Linked DNA regions of Anser cygnoides: region 2 is linked to region 1. A link is a contact called in public Hi-C data. All regions are on one chromosome and are shown on one strand. Each heading gives the region's core, a stretch centred on a gene start, on an enhancer-like site or on the middle of the called end of the contact. The rest is flanking DNA. Distances are from core to core; before and after follow the strand shown.

The links. Hi-C and Micro-C count contacts between places; a contact is called where the count stands out from the background.
Region 2: a Hi-C map of liver shows a contact between it and region 1, with 8 times the contacts expected there. The contact joins the promoter of LOC106030032 here to the promoter of FKBP7 in region 1. A contact is called at or near these places in 2 of 7 Hi-C or Micro-C datasets (both in liver).

Annotation. Positions count from the first base shown.
Region 1 is chr6:18,127,192-18,131,396 of Taihu_goose_T2T_genome, reverse strand. It overlaps FKBP7 (FKBP prolyl isomerase 7), which reads right to left and starts at 2,227. Exons shown (of 4, transcript XM_066999187.1): 1 at 1,875-2,227; 2 at 439-590. The coding sequence starts at 2,227. It overlaps PLEKHA3 (pleckstrin homology domain containing A3), which reads left to right and starts at 2,358. Exons shown (of 8, transcript XM_066999184.1): 1 at 2,358-2,495. The coding sequence starts at 2,456.
Region 2 is chr6:18,278,637-18,282,841 of Taihu_goose_T2T_genome, reverse strand. It overlaps LOC106030032 (cytochrome c, somatic-like), which reads right to left and starts at 2,165. Exons shown (of 3, transcript XM_013171595.3): 1 at 2,026-2,165. It overlaps RBM45 (RNA binding motif protein 45), which reads left to right and starts at 2,280. Exons shown (of 10, transcript XM_048061583.2): 1 at 2,280-3,600. The coding sequence starts at 3,220.

The DNA of each region.
Region 1 (4,205 bases), core at 978-3,477:
TTTTCTTGAAGTGCTACCTAGAACAAACAGTTAACGCTAGTATTAGATTTAAAGAATGTATTTTTGTGTCAGTGTTTTTCCTTGTTGTTACAAGACTTTTTTATTAAACATTACGCTCAAGGGACAACAAATTATTCCTACTAAACTTCATTGGCTAGAATGGAATTTTATCAAATAGAGAACCAGTGCATGCGATTCTAACCCAATACCATTGCCAAATAATTACTACACATCAGGAGCTACTTTTTCAGAGAAACTACTACACCCAAGCCTGAATTTAAGTTATCTACAACTGAGTACTGACACTGCATAATACTCTTAATGGAACTTTTTTTTTTTAAATGGACTGCACACTTAAGCATCATAAATTCAAACCTGATTTCAGAGCAGTGAAACAGAGCAAAGACAAAGTTCAGTATTTAAAATCTTTTTTTTTACCGTATCCTTGCTGTCCATATGCTAATGATGGAGGAATGATCACTTTCCGTTTTTCTCCAGGACACATATTCATCATAGCAATATCTAACCCTTTTATGACTTGTCCAACACCCAGAACGAACCATTTTGGATGACCTTCATTTTGCGTCCGACTATTAAAAACAATTGTGAGTGGGTAACAATTAATTTAGCATTTGTATTTTTTAAATGACTTTAAATTAGCAGTTGATAAAAGTATGCATTAAATTATTTAAACACAAGAATGTTTAGAGTGCAAGAATATCCTAAGTATTAACACTATTTTTCTGCCACACTCACAATTTACGATCAAAGCTCGATATGTATAAATGGCAACCTCCTTTTAAAATCAAAGAACATGTAAAAAAACTAACTCCTTACTAAAAAGGTTCAGTCCTGCTCATGAGATATACTGCATGCCAGAAACAAGGTGTTACTTCAGGAAGTCTGTGAGAGGAGACCTGGGAGGAATTCACTGCTGTGAAGTGAGAACGACTTCAGCAGCTCCCTGTGGGATGGGATGGGATGGGATGGGATGGGATGGGATGGAGCACACAACTGAGTGTTGGGGGAATGTGGAAAGCTTGGCTACAGTGCTGTGTGCTCACCCACTGCTCTGTTCACTTAAAACAGTGTCTGAGCCAGCTTCTGCTCATAGGAGGTGTCCCCACTATGGGAGCTACGCTGAGCTGTGAATGAGCAGCTCAAAAGTCAAAGGGCAGCACTAAATGTGTCAAAATTAGCCACTCCAACAGGAAAAAAATGCAAGTAAAATGGCAGTTAAATGTACCATTATCCTCTACTGATTTTTTCTTAAATAATACAAGTAAGGGGATGAATCAAGGTTGGGTAATAAACTAGGCCCATCAATGCCTGTCAGATCTGTGATATATGGGCAAGCAACGAGCCAGAAGAAGGCAGACTTCCCCTCTGCAGCTCTGCGCAGCGAGTCCTGCCACTCTCAGGAGGATGTGCCAACAAGAAAAGCAAGGCACTGTTAAAACTAAGACTAAAAATAAAACGAAGCTTTTGCACAATGGCTTCAGCAAAACGAGCAGAGACAGCCTGCTGACGGATGGGACGAGGCGAAGAAGCGTACGCTTAAACGGCAAGATGGGTGCAAGGAGGAGAGCCCCGGCAACCGCGCTGCCTCCACAGCGGCCTGGTGCGGGGCAGCCGCCATGCCAACCACGCAGAAGCCTGTACTGACATTTTTGTCCAAAACGACTTATTTCCAGTAAACCGCCAGGCGCTGGCTTCAGAAATCCTTCAACGCTCAGCTTAGGGAAAAAAAAAAATAGAATAAAGACGGCTGGGGGGGGGGGGGGGGGAGGGGGAGGTTGGAGCATCGATGTCAGCATGGTTTGGATCAGACGCTGCCCCAGCTGCCCCGCCGCACACCGGGCCCCGCCGCCCACCTGCAGTAGAACTTGGAGCCGTCGCTGGCCAGGAAGCCGTCGTAGTGCGCGTTCAGCAGGTCCCCCTTCTTGCTCTTGGGGCCGCAGCTCTCGGGGAGGTGCAGCACTTCTATTTTAACCTCCTCCGCCACCGCCGCGACGCCCTCGGCCCGCGACGGGGCCATGGCGAGGAGGCGCAGGAGCAGGATGGGGACCAGGATCATGTCGCGGCCCATCTCGCTCCGCGCAGGCCGCCGGCGTGGCACTGTCGCGGCGGGGCCGGCTCGCTGTGGGCGGGGCGGGCCGGACCGGCTCCCGGGGCCGGCCCCAGGAAGCGAGGGGGACGGCGGGGAGCGGCCGGGGGGGGCGCGCATGGGAGGCGCGGAGCGCCCCGCCGGCCGGGTGGCGCCGCCGGGGCCGCCGCCGTGCCGGGGCTGGGCTGAACCGAGCCGGGCCGAGCCGGGCCGGGCCGGGCCGAGCGGCTCCGCCTCCGCGCAGGGAGCAGCGAGGTCGGGAGGGGAGCGCCCATCCCCGCGGCGGCGGCGGCCGCGCTTTCCCCGCGGCGGCGCAGGAGGATGCGGGGCGGTGCGGGGCTGTGAGCGATGGAGGGGGCCCTGTACAAGTGGACCAACTACCTGGCGGGTAGGCGCCGGCGCCGGGGCCGGGGGCGGCTCGGGGCGGCCGGGCCTGCGGCGCGGCGGAGCCTGCGTGAGGGGCGCCGGGCGCCGGGCACCCGGGGCTGGCGGGGGCTGCGGGCTGACAGCCGGGCCGGGGGCTCTGCCGGGCGGCCCGCGGGCGGCCGCTGCCCCGTGCGGCTCGTTGCGGCTGTCGCATCTTTCCCCTCCATCTTATGTTTGCGGCGCTTAGCCTTGCCGGTGTCCCCACGTGCGGCTGAGGAGTCACGCAGGGCTCGGTCTTTAAATGTTGGGTGCTAAATGCTTACCGAGCCTGGATTCTCTTGATCCGATTTGGGATGGTAATTTTTTGGACTCTCTGCGTCTGTATCCTAACCTGTGAAATATGCAAGCAAACTTTGGTTCTGGAGGACACATTCTGGGTAAATGTATTTTGTGAAGTGCTGTGGGCAGAAGCGCACCAAAGGCCTGCGTTTGCTGTCAGAGGTGTTTGGTTCACCCTCTGTCGTAACAGAGTCGTCGCCTCCCCCTGGAGATAGCAGTGGACAGGCTGTACTTCCAAGGGGAAGAAGATTCCTCTTCTGATCCTGTAATTGTGCCTGTAGAGCAGATCAGAGCCGGATCACATACTGTGCCTCACCAGGCCTCTTGGGCGGCTTTGGCAGTGTGTCCGTGCCTTCTTTGCCCTCTCGGTCTTTGCCTGTGCTGTTTTTTAAATTCGGTGAATTCAGGTGTTGAATGTGGAGTGGTGTAAAACTCAGTTCTGAGCGTTTATAAAGTGCAGGCCCTACACTGCAAGGATTGTGTGCTTGCTTGGAATTGAAATGTACGTAGTTTTGTATTTTTCAGAGCAAATCCATGTCCACGTATACTGGCCTTCCAGTGAAAGGATTCCATATTTGCGCTGGAATTAAATAGCTATTAGATAAGATATTTTGGTTGCTTCACAGTGAATGCGGGGAGATAGCATAGTGGAAAAAAATGTGGCTATGTATGAAAATGAGTGCAAATTTCTTTTCAAAATAGAATGGTATTTCTCACTTCCATTTTTGTGACCAGAAGTGATTCGGTGAAAGGTAAAAGGTCATGGGTAATGAACCTTTGTGGTGTTTGATGAAAACTTACATGCAGCTAACTTCCACTAAAAGTCAGCAGTCCTCTAACATACTGAACTGCAGAACCATTCCTTCCGTGTGTGTAGCCCAGCTGACAGCATCTGCTCCAGTTGCATTTGAAAATTATAGTGTCAGAAATTCCCCAGAATTGCCTGAATATGAGGGAAACAAATTTTAAAAAAAAAAAAAAGAAAGCATATCAGTGAATTTTTTCAAAGTTGTTATCAACTTTCTTGTTACTCTGGTATATGTTTTTGTAGCCAAAAATAGGCTGCGGTATTTGTGGTACTATTTACAGTAGAAGCCAAGCAGCAAAGAAGCTTGTTATTGTTGCTTGTGGAAAACATTATTTAGTTTCCTCCTTCTTACTTAAATAATACATGTTCATCTAAGGACATGTGAAGGAATGTATTAAATATTTTGTTGAATACAGGACACTTTATTTGCCCAAATTCAAGTAGGAAGTGGCTTTGTTCTTTTACTTACTTCTGTGAGGCACCGGGGTCCTTTAAATCCCTTGCAGATGTTTTTTTCAAAGCCAGCATAATATGAGGCTGAATTAATCATCCATATAGGGTCCCTTTTTATCAGAATAACACTGT
Region 2 (4,205 bases), core at 916-3,415, 150 kb before region 1:
GAATATAAACAGTAACAAACAATGACAAACAACAGTTTTAACGTGTTATTTTACAAGAACTAGGTCTTTACCAGAAGGGACGCTTTTGTGCATAAGTATAAAATGTGTTGTAACACCTTTTCCAAACAAATCCAGATAGAAGGAATTAAAAGGATGGCTTCAATGTATAAAGGCCTGAAAAATGAAGTCTGGTCATTGTAGATATACAACTTCAGTAATGGGGCACTTGAGAATGCAATCAATAAAACTGCTAAACAATGCAATCAGAGGCAAGCTATCTGTAGTCTAATAAAGCAAGAATGGAACAATGTTTGCTGTATCCAAGACAACTTCGTATTGTATTGATGATGACATGCCAATTGGGAAATGTTCAAACACAGTATTCAAAGACATATAATCAACCTGATCAAACAACAGTAATGACAGAAATTCACTGCAGTATAGATACAGTGATCAGCCAATTAAAAATCACTCAACAGATGCATGTTAGACAATGTTAACTAAACCAACAATGCGTAATAAATCACTAATATAAAGTGATTAATTTTATATAAAAGGGAGCTGTGGATTCTTTGTATTTGCCCAAGAAGATATTCGTGCTTCACACTGTGTTTGACTTACAGAACAATGTTAGGTTTACTTTTTACCATTCAGTTCTAACTTTTTAAAAATTTAATAGTCTAGAGAATATATTCAAAAAGAGTCTTCATCAACCACTACAGGGTTTTGATATTTATTCTAGTAAAAGTTAGTCTTTAAAAAAAATCTCTTCTGAGGTGAATGTTTCTTTCTGAAAAAAGTACTGGACAGAAGCTCAGAGAACCTGAGCTTTATACGCAGCATTGGTCTGGTGGCAGAGAAACTACTACTCGTATTTACTATATTTACTACTCGTTTCCATCTCTGCCAAAGCAATCTGTACCTTCTTTAGAAATCTACTTGAGATCTAAACAAGCTATCTGAGATCTAGATAAAGCACAGAACTATTTAAGAACCAGCACAGTCTCTATCACAGGAGACCCTTCCCTTCCTCATTCTTCTAGAATGGTTACTGATAACCACACTGTGCACTAGAATTGCAAAAGTGCAGACAAATGCTGTTTTCCTTATCCATTCATAAAACAACAGCTAAAATTTACTTGACAGAACCGCTGGTGGTGAACAGGCACCAATTATCTAGAAAAAATGAAGTGTTTTTTTTTTTTTTTTTCTCCCGCATGCAGTCTGCACGGTTGACTAGCAGATAAAGCAGTGCTTCAGCACACAGTGAGAACCAGCCAGGAACTGGCATAGCTGAGAAAACAACACAGAATCCCACAGCCTGTTTGCAGAAGTTTTTCACATAACCAGGAAAAAAAAAAAAGGAAATCCTGTTTTTTGTGCTAACAGGAAAGCAGCACGATTTTGAAAATGCCAAGGTGCCAGCTACGACAGCCACAGCCGCTCTGCCCTAACATACGTGTATCTTGGAAGACTCTTGTCTGAGTTCTTAATCTAAGACCCTAATTTGAAGATAGAACATACTACTTAAGACACTTAAGAAATCACGATATGAAAGGGACAAATGCTGTGTTTTTCTTCACAAAAAGGCAAATTGCATCAGCCACATCAGCCAGGGTCAGCAGTTACACTGGATCCAAACTCCACGTCCAAACTCCACGTCACGCGAAGCGAGGCCGCGCCGGGCAGGGCAGAAGCCTTGACGGGACAACAGCACAGCACAGGACCAGCCACAGCCAGCCACAGGATCGTGCTTCCCTACTTAAATTACTATGTAGGTACCATCGTTTTTTAAGATAATAAATTCAATGTATAATTAGAAAGTGAAGTGCCCAGTGTGCGATTACAGCCCATGGACCATACTTCTTCTAGTGCCTTATCAAGAATGAAGAAGAAAATGTTTTCGTTGATTTGTCTCCAAACAGATTTTTAAGTGGTAATATCTTTCAGCTTGAAACTTCAGAAAACAATAGGTAAACCGAAGAGTTCTGCTCAGGCCGCGTCCCTTCAGAGACCCCCTCTTACTCTGTCGCCTTTCAGCTGGCCAGTGCTAACCGGGCCTCCGCGCCGAGGCCTCCCCCAGGGCTCGGCGCCCTGACGGCGGGGCTGGTGCCGCCGGCTCGGTGCCGCCGCCGGGGAGCGCCCAGCGCCCAACGGTCCCGCCGCAGGCCGCCCCTGGCCGCCGCCTCTCCCAATTGTTCTGGCGGGAGCGGGCGGCAGCGGGCGTCGTGCCATGTCGCAACTGTCGCAACAGTCCCAGCGGCAGGGCACCGCGGGGCGTGTTCAATGGCCGGTACCGAGCTGGAGGTGCCCCCGAGCTCCGCCGCAGACAGGAGCAGGCTGGGGGCGGGCGGCAGCCGGAGGCCCCGCGTGCAGCAAGGCACAGGCTTGGGAGCCCCCAGCAAATGGCGTCCTCGGGTCACGGCCGCGACACGCTGGATGCCCTGGTGGTCTGCTGGAGAGCTGCTTGCGTTCGGACCCAGCTGTTAGAGATGTGGTGAACTCTCCAAGCAGCTTTGTAGGAAACGACCTGGTGGACGCTTAAACTGACGGTGAGCCAGTGCCCTGGCTGTGTAGAAGAAGGACGGGATCCTGGGCTGTGTTGGGAGAAGTGTGACTGCAGGACGAGGGAGGTGGTCCTGCCTCTGAGCACCTGCAGTGCTGCACCAGGTCAGGGCTCCCCGCGGAACAGGAGACATGGAGCTGCTGCAGGGGGTCCGCGAAGGGCTACAGAGATGGTTATGGGACGGGGGCACCTCTCCTGAGAGCAGCTGGGGCTGATCAGCCTGGAGAAGGCTGCCCCGGGACTTACATATATATATGTCTTAAAGGAAGGTGCCAAGAAGGAGCCAGGCCCTTTTCTATGGTGCCCCGTGACAGGACAAGGGACAAACACCAGAGGCCGAGAGCTGGCAGAGGCTGCCCGGAGAGGCTGTGGAGCCTCCTCCCTCCTTGGAGATGCTCCAAAGCTGACGCGATCGTGGCCAGCCTGCCCTAGGTGGCCCGGCTTGACTGGGGGGCCGACACGGTGCCCCCACAGGTCCCTGCCCAGCTCCACCACGCCGCGGTGCTGTGACGCCGCCCCTGCGGCAGCGCAGGCAGCGCCCCACAGGCCAGCCCCGCCGCCCGGGGCGGTACGGGGCGGTGCGGAGGGGCGAGCTCCGCCCGCCGGCGGCGGGGCCTTGGCCCCGAGTGGGCGCGGGGAGGCGGGCGGAGGACATGTTGTCTCCGCGGCGAAAAGGGCGCTGCGGCCGCTCCCCGCCAGCCCCCGAGAAGAGCCAGCGAGCCCTGGCGGCCCGGGAGTCCAGCGGCGGCCACGCCATGGAGGAGAGCAGCGGTTTTCGGCTGTCGGCCGAGTGCCTGGACGAGCCGCCCAACAGCCGCGTCTTCGTGGTGCTGGGCAAGGACACCGGGGAGGCGCTGATCCGGGAGCGCTTCTCCCCGTTCGGAGACATCCAGAACATCTGGCTCTTGCGGGACAAGCGCACCAACGAGTCCCGCGGCATCGCCTTCATTAAGTTCGCCCGCAGCTCGCAGGCCTGCCGGGCCATGGAGGAGATGCACGGCCGCAGCCTGATCCCTGACACCAAGCCCATCAAGGTACCGCGCCTCCTCTTCCTCTTCTCCTCCCTGCCGGGAACGGGGCTGCAGCAGCCACCGCTTCCCTTGCCCGGCGGCCCCCAGCTTCCCTCCCTTCTCAGCATGGCGGCAGGAGGGCGGCAGGCCTCGGCCGCCGGGCCCGGGCTTGCCGGCTTCGAGGAGCGGTGGCCTCCACGTACAGAGGTGAAGCCGCCCCCTGGGGCCGCCTGGGGCGGGGGCCGGCCGGGAGCAGCGCCCCCAGCGCCCTCTGCCCCCCTCGTGGGGAAGCGGGCAGCGAGCTGCCTGCCTCAGCTTGGCTGCGAGAGCGAAGCGCCGCTGGGAGCTTAAACCAGGGAGCTTTTAATCTTAGGCACGTGTTTTATTGAAACTTTTTTTTTTTTTTAGATCACTTGCTGGTAGGTTTCAATCTCTCGAACTGTTTTCATAGTCCCCAAATAAACATAGAATCAGAGTGGCCTGGGTTGGAAGGGACCTTAAAGACCCCCTGCCATGGGCAGGGATGTTACCTACTAGATCACTTTGCCCAGGGCCTCATCCATCCTGATCTTGAACACCTCCAGGTGAACTGTAGGAATAAAGTTTAATTAATTATTTTTTTTGTTGTT